Regions from separate parts of the Zea mays genome. Here all the other regions are linked to region 2. The links are chromatin contacts, called in public Hi-C maps. All regions are on one chromosome and are shown on one strand. Each heading gives the region's core, a stretch centred on a gene start, on an enhancer-like site or on the middle of the called end of the contact. The rest is flanking DNA. Distances are from core to core; before and after follow the strand shown.

Evidence for each region. Hi-C and Micro-C count contacts between places; a contact is called where the count stands out from the background.
Region 1: a Hi-C map of ear shows a contact between it and region 2, with 2.3 times the contacts expected there. The contact joins the promoter of LOC103629159 here to the promoter of LOC103629160 in region 2. A contact is called at or near these places in 3 of 25 Hi-C or Micro-C datasets (ear, endosperm and tassel).
Region 3: a contact with region 2 is called in a Hi-C map of tassel, with 3 times the contacts expected there. The contact joins the promoter of LOC100283852 here to the promoter of LOC103629160 in region 2. A contact is called at or near these places in 4 of 25 Hi-C or Micro-C datasets (ear, endosperm, leaf and 1 more).

Annotation. Positions count from the first base shown.
Region 1 is chr6:31,016,167-31,020,222 of Zm-B73-REFERENCE-NAM-5.0, forward strand. It overlaps LOC103629159 (pentatricopeptide repeat-containing protein At2g46050, mitochondrial), which reads left to right and starts at 1,301. Exons shown (of 2, transcript XM_008650335.2): 1 at 1,301-3,712. The coding sequence starts at 2,109. The coding sequence ends at 3,653. It overlaps LOC111589609 (small nucleolar RNA Z279/snoR105/snoR108), which reads left to right and starts at 1,316; the gene lies at 1,316-1,422.
Region 2 is chr6:31,196,295-31,200,013 of Zm-B73-REFERENCE-NAM-5.0, forward strand. It overlaps LOC103629160 (peroxidase 43), which reads left to right and starts at 1,553. Exons shown (of 4, transcript XM_008650336.4): 1 at 1,553-2,022; 2 at 2,126-2,311; 3 at 2,402-2,564; 4 at 2,636-3,264. The coding sequence starts at 1,771. The coding sequence ends at 3,060.
Region 3 is chr6:31,419,973-31,424,019 of Zm-B73-REFERENCE-NAM-5.0, forward strand. It overlaps LOC100283852 (VTC2), which reads right to left and starts at 2,654. Exons shown (of 6, transcript NM_001156750.2): 1 at 2,025-2,654; 2 at 1,271-1,371; 3 at 1-74. The coding sequence starts at 2,142.

The sequences.
Region 1 (4,056 bases), core at 51-2,550, 180 kb before region 2:
TGTTTGACTCCTAGAATGACTAACATTGTAGACGTAGGGAGTATTAACTAATATTATGCGTGAGCTGGTGGTTCATTTTCACAAGCAATTACCTATCATCAAAAATAGGTTGTCACAGCTGTATATAAAAAAAAGCCCATTACAAACAGAACATGTGTTGTACTGTGAAGTAGACCGCAAATGGGCATCGGAGCTGAATGATAATTGAGGATGATTCGCCTTTTAAGCCTAGCTGTTGTTCATCGCAAATATGTTGTACAAAAGATCGTTACCATTTTTAGTGATATTTGTTTGCATTATTACAAAACATGTCTGAATTTTTCGTGTTCTGATAGGGCCCCCGTAAGCACGTCTTATGTTCTAGTATCATTCAAAATCCAACTAGTGAGGTAGCTACACCGACAATTAGAACGCTTCATCTATTTGGAAAGGGTGACGATAGTAATTGTATATTGTGCAGTGAAAGTAGGAGAGAAGTAATTGCAAAGGTATCTTGTAAATATTTATAAGATGTTTAGTTTGAGGAATAAGTTAGTTCATCATCTTTTCACTACTTATTTTTTGTTTGGTTCGTGGAATAGAATTGATTGATCCATCATCATCTCATTCATAATAGTTAGTACTAACACGAGAAATAATGTCATACCACTAAATTTGAGGAATAGACTTATGATGAACAACTTCATCTTGGATTAAGTGATTCATCAAACCAAACACCTCCCTTAAACCATCTCCAACAGCTTACCTATACCTATATTCAAACTACACTATATAAACAGACAATATAAAACGATGCAAAACGGTGTTTTTTTTTGTCATTAGCAGGCTTACCATGTAGCCTAACAACTTCCTACTCTGAAGCAAACAGTGCCCTTGGTATGGATTGCATCAGTTAAATTGTTATTTGGACACAGAAAGATGTGCCTACTGACCAACACACGTATTAAGCAGAGAAATTCAGGGAGATGCGAGGTTGCAAACAAGCTTTGGTCCATACGGTAGTAACTCGTGACTCGTGAGGGAGATGAAGATTCCTTTTCTCGCTTGCGCCATGCGAAACTGACGGACGGGAATGTGACTGAGTACAATTCTCGGCCCATTTAAATAGGCCTGGTCGGTCCATGGCCCAGCGGCGAGCTCGCGTACAATTCGCACTACCAGGCTGCGCGGCTGCTGCCTGCTAGTAGTATCACCACAGTGGGAGGCGAGCATTTTAGTACCACATCGACGGAACGCAGTAGGGTGCACACCAACGGCTGCATTATAGAGGTCCGGAATGCCACAGGCACAAACCATGATCCTTCAGGCAGTTAAAGGGACATGATGAGCGGTATGATCTCGCAACTGCTATGCGAGAGGGGTGTCTGCCCCAACTACGCCTGTTACGACAACAGGCACCCCAATGATTTACCGTCTGATCCCGACTTCAAAACAAAACACAAATATTTTCGTTTTTGGTTCTAAGCGTTTTGTAATTCGTTTTGATTCTAGTTTGAAAACTGCAAAAATTTTCATTTTTTTCTAAAAAAACTCTAGTGGTGTATGGTTTGTCACATTTCATTTTTCTAGGTTCTAAACTTTGCATCATATCTCTAATGTATTTTGAATTAAATTTTTTACATATGTATTTTGTCATGGTCTAAAGTAGTACATGTTAATTCTGTGTTCAATTCGAAGCTTAGTGTATAAAAAAATAGATTTTTACATATGTATTTTGTAATGGTCTAAAATAGTACATACATGTTAATTCTGTGTTCAATTCGAAGCTTAGTGTATAAAAAAATTAGACGAAAAAAAAGAGAACACTTTATTTAGAAACAGAAGGACCTACCTTCAAATTTAAGGGATAACCTCTACGATTGTAGGGTGCCGCTGAAGTTAGAGATTCTGCACCCAGCATAAAAAGGCCCCTCGTCACCTGTCGATTATCATGTTGATCGGCGGCTTGGGCGCTGTGTGATGATAGAATGGAGCGCATTGCTCTCGTCTGCACGCCGTTCTGGCCTCGCTCGCCAGCTCGGGCGGCTCCACGTCTTTGTCCTGCAGCAGGGGGCAGTGGAGATGACCGATGAGGCCATCTCCCGCTTCCCTGTCAGCTCTGGAATGAGATGCGGCACGATCTCGTTGCCCTGTTACTCCGCGCCAGCTCCATCTCCGTCTCCGGCGGCGCTCGCGCAGCACAGACGCTCCACCCGCTGGCGCTCAAGTCCGGGCGCGCCTCGGAGGCTCGCGTGGCGACCGCGCTGGCCGTGGCGTACGCGCGGTGGGGCCTCGTCGCGCACGCACGCCGCGTGTTCGACGAAGCGCCGCGCAGGGACCTGGTCCTCTACAACGCCATGGTCTCCTGCTATGCCTCCCACGGTCTCGCGCGCGAGGCCTGGGCGCTCTTTGCCGCCGCGCGGCGCTCCGGGATCGCCCCCGACGGGTTCACCTTCAGCGCCCTGCTCCGTCCGCCGCCGCGCCGTGGCCGCCACCCAACCGCCGGCGCCGTCGATGACGGGCTGCTGCTCAGGATGGGAGCCCTGGCGCACAGCCTCGTGCTCAGGCTGGGTCTCCTCGCAGACGTGGTGGTTGCCACCGCGCTGCTCGACATGTACGCCAAGTGCGGCCGGGTTGACGAGGCGCGCTGGGTGTTCGACGCTATGGCGGTCAGGAACGTCGTCTCATGGAACGCGATCGTAGTCTGCTATGGTCGGGTTGGTGGAGGCAAGGACGCTGTTGAGCTGTTCCGGTGGATGCTGAGAGACGGGAGCTGCTGCCCGGATGAGCTCACGCTTGCCAGTGTGCTAAGCTCGTGCGCCAGCGTGGCGGCAGCAAACGAGGCTACTCAGGTTCATGCTTATGCCATAAAGAGGGGGTTTCACAGGTTTCTGCAGGTGGCCAATGCTGTTATCACAGCGTACGGCAAGACCGGTTTTGCTCGAGAGGCGGGGCAAATGTTTGCTATGATCTGCGACCCAGATGTAGTTACGTGGTCCTGTATGGTTTCGTCTTTGGCGTACCTTGGACTATGCAAGGATGCAGTTCATGTGTTTGAGAGAATGCTCCAACAAGGCGTACAGCCTGACAGCGTCGCCTTCCTTGGGGTTCTTTCTGCCTGCAGCCATGCCGGGCTCGTTGAAGAAGGCCTGCACTATTTCCTTATGATGGCGAGGGGCTACAACATCGATCCAAATTCACAGCACCTTGCTTGTCTGGTTGATCTCTTGGGGAGAGCTGGTAGGATTCAAGATGCTTACAACATTGTTATCAAGCTTTCTTGCGAGAACAATGCTGATATCGTTGGAGCTTTCCTTGGTGCCTGTAAGCTGCGGGGCAAAATTGAGTTGGCAAAGTGGGCTGCCGATAGGCTTTTATGCCTGGAACCAAGTGAGGCAGTAAATTATCTGCTTATGTCTAACGCATTTGCTGCTGCAGGAGCTTGGAACGAGCTTGCAGAAGTAAGAAGTGTGATGAGACATAGGTGTGGCAGCAAGGTTCCTGGTTGTAGTTGGATAGAGGTAGGTGGAACAGTTCAGACATTTGTCTCCAACGATGTGGTGCTCCATCAGTCGATTGAAATGCAACAAATGGTGCAACTTACTATTTCGGAAGCACAAAAAGAGTGCAACGAAGACACAACTTGTGGTGATCCAATTTTGGTTCAAGAATGATTAGTTTGGCATCTACAATCGTCCCAGAGCTTACCAATGTGATGTTTCTCATGTAAGTGGTACGTCTTTATTTCAGTATGTTTATGCATGCCAACTGTATCGCACTAACTAAATTGCCAAAACTGACTTAATTTAGTTGCATAAAGATAGGATCTACTCCCTCCGTCCCAAAATATATTCTTTTTAGCCCTCTTTTTTTTCGTCCACATTCAAATAATAATAATGTATATAGACATATATACATACTACATTCATAGATTAATTAATGAATATATATTTAACCTAAAATTAATTATATTTTGGGATGGAGGGAGTACGTAATATTAGGAAAGCATAAAATAGCACTATGTTTGCTTCTGTGTTATATTTTTTTAGTATTAGGATGAACAAAATATAGAATCGT
Region 2 (3,719 bases), core at 303-2,802:
ATTTCTAGTTTTGTTCTCCATTCTCATTTTGTCACCCATTTCATGAAAATTCTCAACCATTACCGATCTATTGAGCCATTCTCGCGATAGTGAGAGTATAAATATGCCAACTAGGATAAGAACCCACTTCGTAGCATCGTACTATCTGTTATTAACCGATTCGAGGTAGGAATTACTTATAATATCGAGCTTGACATTATTGGTTTTATGTCAGTTAATACATAGAGTAATTCTCAATATAGAAGTAAAAATAAGATATAATAAAAAAGGATCGATTTTTTTTTACTAAAATAGGATCTAAATAGGAAAGAACACTTGTTCGATGATTATTAAAAACATCCTAAAAGCATCCGGTCCAAATATAGCATTGAGATTCTGAGAATGCCGTCCCAATCACCACTTCACCAGATGACATAATGGAGGTGCAAGCAGCAATGATGCCATTACTCATGAGCTCAGCCAAATCATGCGCGTCGATGGCTACCTGCGGATTTATTTAGGCATTCCAACTTTTTTGTAATAGCAAGATAGATAAAATTCTTTTTATATATTACATATAGACATCTCTTACTAATGGGTGCTACAGTTTAGAACTTTATTTTTAATACCTTTTAGCACCTTTTAGTATTCGTGTTTGTTCTCTAAGTGATAAAGTTTATTAAAAGTGTACCTAAACTTTACCGATGTGGATCAAAAAGGCCATTACAATAACTTAGTGGAGTTTTATCCAGGTTTCATTTGCATCTGGGACATTTTTGGGTAGAGCTGCCATCGATTTCAGCTACTGTAAGACTGTGTCCAGCATTTGATCCATAGTTTACTCAAAACATCGTTTTTGTAAGTTCTGTATTGTATATTGTACCGTTCGCATAATAGAGTTTGAATATAGGTATGAGAATGTGTAATCTGTTAGAAATAGTCTAATATAACTACACTGTTCACGTAACATTCACGGGAGCATTTCTCTCTCCTTCTCACACAGAGCCATTGGAGCTAAGCTAGTGGGAGCTCTAACGAAGTGGCCTTAACAAGCTGCCAATAGACATTTTTATGATGTGGCACCATTTTCAATATTGAGAGAACAATGAGGCTTACGGACATTGACGAATCTAATCAAAAATATTATTGGGGTCATTGGAATCAACTTCTATATATAATATAATATTTCTAACTTTAACAATATTTTATTAAAAGATTTGTAAATTTTATGGGGGTCGACACCGGTAAAACCCCATAGATCCCGCGCTGCTTACGGAGGAGGTTGAAATTCGTATTGAGTCAAGAAATTAAGTATTTGTAAAACTATAAAATAAAACCATATGTTGAGATCGTCGTTTATTTCATTTAAATTTTATAAGATTTTATTTGATATGATAACAAGGCTACCAAAAATTGCCAATGAGCTCACCTTGTCGTCAAGATCAGTCCAAACCGCGCCTCCGTCAAGTTGTCGAGCTTGTTCGCTTGGCTTTAATTTATACTAGTTTCTACAGTGTTTTGTCTTTATGAATTGCAGCTGCAACATTCTGAATAGGTAGCTTTAATCCAAAACGAACAATAACTCTCATCCCTTCAAGATTTTGGCAGCTTGTTTGGTACTATACTCATGCTGCGTGAGTCCAGCAATCCGTATGGATTGGAAGCCACATGTGGGATGCGAGTGTAGACATTTCTCAAGACAAGTTCCACGGCTAGCCATATATGCCGTCCATTAGAGCCGGGTCGGCCTAGGCCAGCAAGTTGCATTAGTTTAATTTGGAGCTACCAACAATGGCGGCCAGACGAGGCGGCATGGCGTCCGGAGCTGGAGCGGCGGCGGCGCACATCGCATCATCGATGGTGTTGTCTCTGTTGCTTGTTGGAGTTGGCGTCTCCCGTGCCCAGCTCCAGGTGGGCTTCTACTCCGACTACTGCCCGGACGCCGAGGACACGGTCACCGCCGCCGTCCAGGACGCCGCCGGCAACGACCCCACCATCCTCCCCGCGCTGCTCCGCCTCCAGTTCCACGACTGCTTCGTCAAGGTACGTACGTGTGTCTGTGTGTGAGCACCATCCGGCCGATTAATACTTACTAGCTTTTACGTGTCTGTGTGTGTTCGCCGGCGCGCCGGCAATATATATGCAGGGGTGCGACGCGTCGGTGCTCATCAGGAGCGCCAGCAACGACGCGGAGGTGGACAACGGCAAGAACCAGGGCCTGCGCGGCCAGAACGTGGTGGACGCCGCCAAGGCGCAGCTCGAGGACCAGTGCCCCGGCGTCGTCTCCTGCGCCGACATCATCGCGCTCGCCGCGCGCGACGCCGTCGCCATGGTAACATATAGTATTACCTAGCTAGGTAGATGCATGATGGTAGAGTACCTGCTGACGCGCTGGAAACTGGAATGCATGCCATGCCATCAGACGGGCGGGCCGTCGTTCGACGTGCCCACGGGGCGGCGCGACGGGCTGACCTCTAACATCCGCGACGCCGACGTGCTGCCGGACGCCGGTGACTCTATCAGCGTGCTCCGGTCACGCTTCGCCGCGAGCGGACTTGACGACCGCGACCTCGTCCTCCTCACAGGTAGGTACTTCACCTTCACTACGTGCATATGGACATGGACGCGCATGACAGTGCAACGAGACCGGCCGCAGCGGCGCACACGGTGGGCACGACGGCGTGCTTCTTCGTGAAGGACCGGCTCTACAGCTACCCGCTGCCGAGCGGCGGGAGGGGGCCGGACCCGTCGATCCCGGCGTCGTTCCTGGCGGAGCTCGAGGACCGGTGCCCACCGGGCAACTTCAACACGCGGCTGGCGCTGGACCGCGGCAGCGAGAGCGACTTCGACGACTCCATCCTCCGGAACATCCGCTCTGGCCTCGCCGTCATCGCCTCCGACGCCGCGCTGGCCAACAGCAACGCCACCCGCGCGCTCGTCGACGCGTACCTGGGCCCCTGGGCGGGCAGCTTCGAGCAGGACTTCGCGGCCGCCATGGTTAAGATGGGCACCATCGGCGCCATCACCGGGGACGACGCCGGCGAGGTCAGGGACGTCTGCTCCGCGTTCAACAGCAATTGATCTCGGTCGTACGCGTCATCGGTGCGCGGCGTTGGCGTCACATAAAAAGAGAAACGAGAATTTCTGTGTAAACTGAATTTGGTTTCTCGAGTGGATTAGTTAGATTCCAAAATTGTAATCGAAATTAAATCAAAAAATGCCCCCAAAAAAAGGGGGCACATGGAGGAATTGTGCGGTGCAATTGATTGGCAACTTTTTGTTGCAGCGATGCGATGCAAGTACTGCGTGCAGATGCATGTGACAATTTATTGTCGCGATTGTCCTTAAAAAGAAGATTATTAGTTCAATTCGGTGTCACACCCGGATTTAAGGGGACAAATCCAGGTGCGCCAAAGAAAAACAACACATATAATAATAGAGTGAATAGAGATAAATGTCATAAATATTATAAATGTACTTATTACATAGCGAAAGTCTTACAAAATAAATGATGAATATAAAACGAACTAAATATTATTTCCGTGGCGCCACAAAGCTGACTCGGAGATGCCACCTAGATCAAATCGTAAGCTTCAGTGTTGGGTGACTCCTTTTCGACCACATGTTCTTCTTCTATGGGGGTGTGTCACACCCGATTTTAGAAGGCAAACCGAATACAAACCATGTACGTGCCAGAATCAGCAATTCACATACACAACAGTTACATAATCGGACATCAT
Region 3 (4,047 bases), core at 1,404-3,903, 220 kb after region 2:
TTGCCAGGAATGACCTTGGTCTCACAGGCAGTGACATCGTAGCGGAATAAGCCTCGAGTCATCCTGTCCTCCCACTGCCAGAATGCAAAGCAAATTACTAAACTCAGAATCTGAATCTCAAAAGAGAAATATAAGAAGTAGACTGCAATATCCACATATTTCAGCGGAACTTTCGCGATAATTTCCTTCTTTTGTAGAATGTGTTACAGGGCAAAAGGTAAAACCGCCCATATATCATTCAAAATGAGAGTTCGACATTTTGATTCACAGTACCAGTTCTAGTGCCATTATAAGGTATATATTAATCAAAATAAGAATGGTCCATATTTGAAGATATTAAACACTATTCTTGCAGCAACTATCATCTTACAAGCCATACATGCATGGATTTGCTACTGATCAAATGCACTTAGGGCTCTTTCGATTTGTGCCTGCCAGGTTTTCCACTGCTCAACGCTGTACTTACAAAGAATGGTCCAAATATGTTTCCCCATATTCTTAACTGATTTGCATATTTCTTACTAGACTAGATGTAGATATATTGATTCCTAATATATTTCATCCTAAGGGCCTCGTTGGTATAGATTCATCCGACTCCTTGATACAGTACGAAAAAACTAAGGGCTTGCTTGGGAGCAAGAGGATTTTAGCCTCTTCAATCCCCTCCAAATCACTTGGTCCCAAACAAGCCCTAAGCAGGGGACTGAAGGCGATTAAATCCTCTTCTATTCAATTTTGACTATCAAGGGATTTAATCCCCCCCAAACCACCTTCAATCCCCTCCTAACTTAAAACTAGCACAGGTGAAGTCCCAACAAAAATCACAAACTTTTATTTACCTCACTAAGGAGGATATCAACAAGTAACTTGGTTGAAGCAGCATCCTCCTGCGAGCCCTTTGCCGGAGTCAACTTGAACGCGTAGAGGATTTTAGCCTCTTCAATCCCCTCCAAATCCCTTGGTCCCAAACAAGCCCTAAGCAGGGGACTGAAGGGGATTAAATCCTCTTCTATTCAATTTTGACTATCAGGGCTTGTTCGGTTCTACCCCAATCCATATGGACTGAGGGGGATTGAGAGGGTTTTAATCCCTAGCAAGTCAAAATCCCTCTCAATCCATATCAACCTCCTTCAATCCATATGGATTGAAAATAACCGAACATGCCCTCAAGGGATTTAATCCCCCCAAACCACCTTCAATCCCCTCCTAAAGTCCTAACTTAAAACTAGCACAGGTGAAGTCCCAACAAAAATCACAAACTTTTATTTACCTCACTAAGGAGAATATCAACAAGTAACTTGGTTGAAGCAGCATCCTCCTGCGAGCCCTTTGCCGGAGTCAACTTGAACGCGTAGAGGGGAAGCTTGGAAGCTGCTCAAAGATGCAAATGTTAATCCAATAAAAGTGCAGAGTAATTTGCTACTTCCATGTCCAGTGAAGCAAGTACAATACTAATTTGCTGATGTCTTAGTGAGGTTTCCACCAAGTCAAAAAAGAAACCATATTTCCAGTGAGGCATACAGTATGCACATAATAATAATACAAAAGGCTCTATGTTTTTGCTTGCGTTAGTTATAATGGCCTGGGGTTCAGACTGAAAAGTTATTATAAATATCCACAGTTGCATAAGATATCTGTTTATTATATCCTTATTTAACCCAACTCAATTCGAGGCGGATAACAGCTAATTGTTACCCGAAAACCGCTGATGGTAACAATTTTTAACCGGAGGCATGAACCAAAATAGTGCAGATAAAAAAAAACTGAACACTCTGTTTCGGCTGTTCAGTTTGCAAAGGCCCCCAACTTTGTGGAGCACAAACGACACCTTTTGCTGTAGAAATTCCGAGAATTTTCTAAACGAATCGTGCACAAGGCTTCGGGGCACAATTTAAAATGGGACAGGATCCAATGCAAATACTAATAAGTTGTTAATATTCCCAAGATTTTCAACCGGATTGTCGACGGAAACGACGTCAGATTGACCGTCAATAGGGAATTGCCTAGGGGGGTAGGTGGCTCACCAGGCAGGCAGCAGTCGCCGAGGCAGTTCCTCCCGCAGCCCGCGCGCGGCTTGTCGGCGTCCTCCTGGTAGTTGGAGACGACGGTGGGCACCCTCCTGATGGTCAGCTTCATCTCCATGCCGGTAGGTCGGTCAGTTACTCTCGGGGTGAGAACTCGTCGGGGTCCGGGGGGGTTAGCAGAAGGGACTAATTGCTAGGAAAGGAAGAAGGTGAGAGACAGGAACGGCTCAGAGGCGACCGCCGCCGGCGAGGAAGAGGAGATCGGACGGGCTTCCTCCGGCCGAGGGCAGCGCCCCGCGGCCGCCGTGCGGAGCGGGGCTGGACGCGACAGCGGAGGCGATGGTGCCCGTGGGCTCCACCTGCGCAGCTGCGGGGCCGCGCCGGGGGGCTGCAACGCTAGCCGTGATGCCTACAACTCGGCCACGCCCAGAGGGGAGGAGGGAGGGCAGCTGTGGCAGGATTGGGCGGTGGTCACGGAAGCTGCCGAGGCCTGCGCCCCGGGGACGGGGTTCTCCTGTCTTATAACTCTTCTCCGGCGAGGTGAGGCCAGGCGAGCGGCGGCGGTGCGTTGGGGTTGTGCCTGAGCTGGGTTTGGTTTGGGAAGAACGGAGGAAGCGGGATGGCATTAAATAGGGGGAGGCGATTGCGGTGGCGGATTTGTGGTGTGGCTGTGGCTGGCTGGTGCGCTGCTGTGTGGTGGATCTGGACGGACACGGACGATACCCGATTCTCTCTCTCCTCTCTGCGCCACGGTATTTCTTTTTCTTTTCTTTTTATTTATTATATACGCAATACTCGCTGTGTTCAGTTTTTTCTTGTCTCCGGTCGGGTGGTTCACGTTTCCCATGCTGGGGACCACGAGCACAGAGGCGAAAATATAAATAGATATTTAAGTTATCATGTTTTTCTTATCCGCTAAAATTTTATTAAAAATATATTCCCCTTCATATCCATTTTAATATTAATATATATATATATGTATATTTGTTTTTTGCAGTTTTTTTATCTATCAACATACAAAACAGGTATCATAAATATATTAAAAGTTTTCTCTCTATAACTAGTGATCAATTATTTAATTTTATTATACTAATTTTGTTGACGTGTGTTCATAACCACGAAGCATAAGGTTGTTCGACGTGGCTCGGCATGTGCACCTCCAGTGATTTGAGCACCATAAAACACTCAAACACACGAGCAATTTATCCTGTTTCGGTCCTTTGAGCCATATATCTAATAATTTTGTGTTTTTTGTGCTAGAAATGCTCGATTGAGGGTGTTCTTACAATCAGAATGAGCCGAGGGAGATGTAGAGGAAGTGCTATGCTAATTTAGGGCCCAGTCCTCTATCGTGTTGGTTGATCTCTTCTACAGGAGTCCATGTCCTCGATGTGATAAGAGGTACAGAGTGAATGGTTTCTTTTTGTTTGAAAGGAATTGAGACGCTCAAGAGAGGTGGTGAATTAGGACTTGAAAGTTAAAAAATAAATGTAGGGATGTAAACTCTCGTGTACAACGCTGGTATTTTTACCGAGGTATTCGGAACCACGCAAGGTCTTAACTAATCCTCGTTAATGTCCCTACGCAAAGGGTAACCCACGTGAGGGCCAAGCACCACGGACGAGTAAGTTCATAGAGAGCCACGTGTCTTCTCCGCGCGCAAGTGGTGCTTCGCTTCCGACTCCTCTCGGACGCTCCACGTCGTCTTCACTATCGAGCTTTCGGGATAAACGTTGCGGCCTCATTCCCTCTGGTACACGGTGGCGGACGTATCACAAACACGGTTGATACAGTCTCGCAAGACTCTCACCCCACTCAGTACAATATTACAACGGCTCGCGCAAGAGCCGAGGAGTTTGTGGGTTGTCTAATCTCACTCACACAACTAGGAACAAATATAGAGCAAGCGCTAATACAGTTTAACGAACCTAAGCACTTCGCAAAGCACCTACATTAATCACCGAGTGATTCTATTAAACACTTGGGTGTTGGAGCACTTGCAAGTGTGTATGGACTTCCTTGA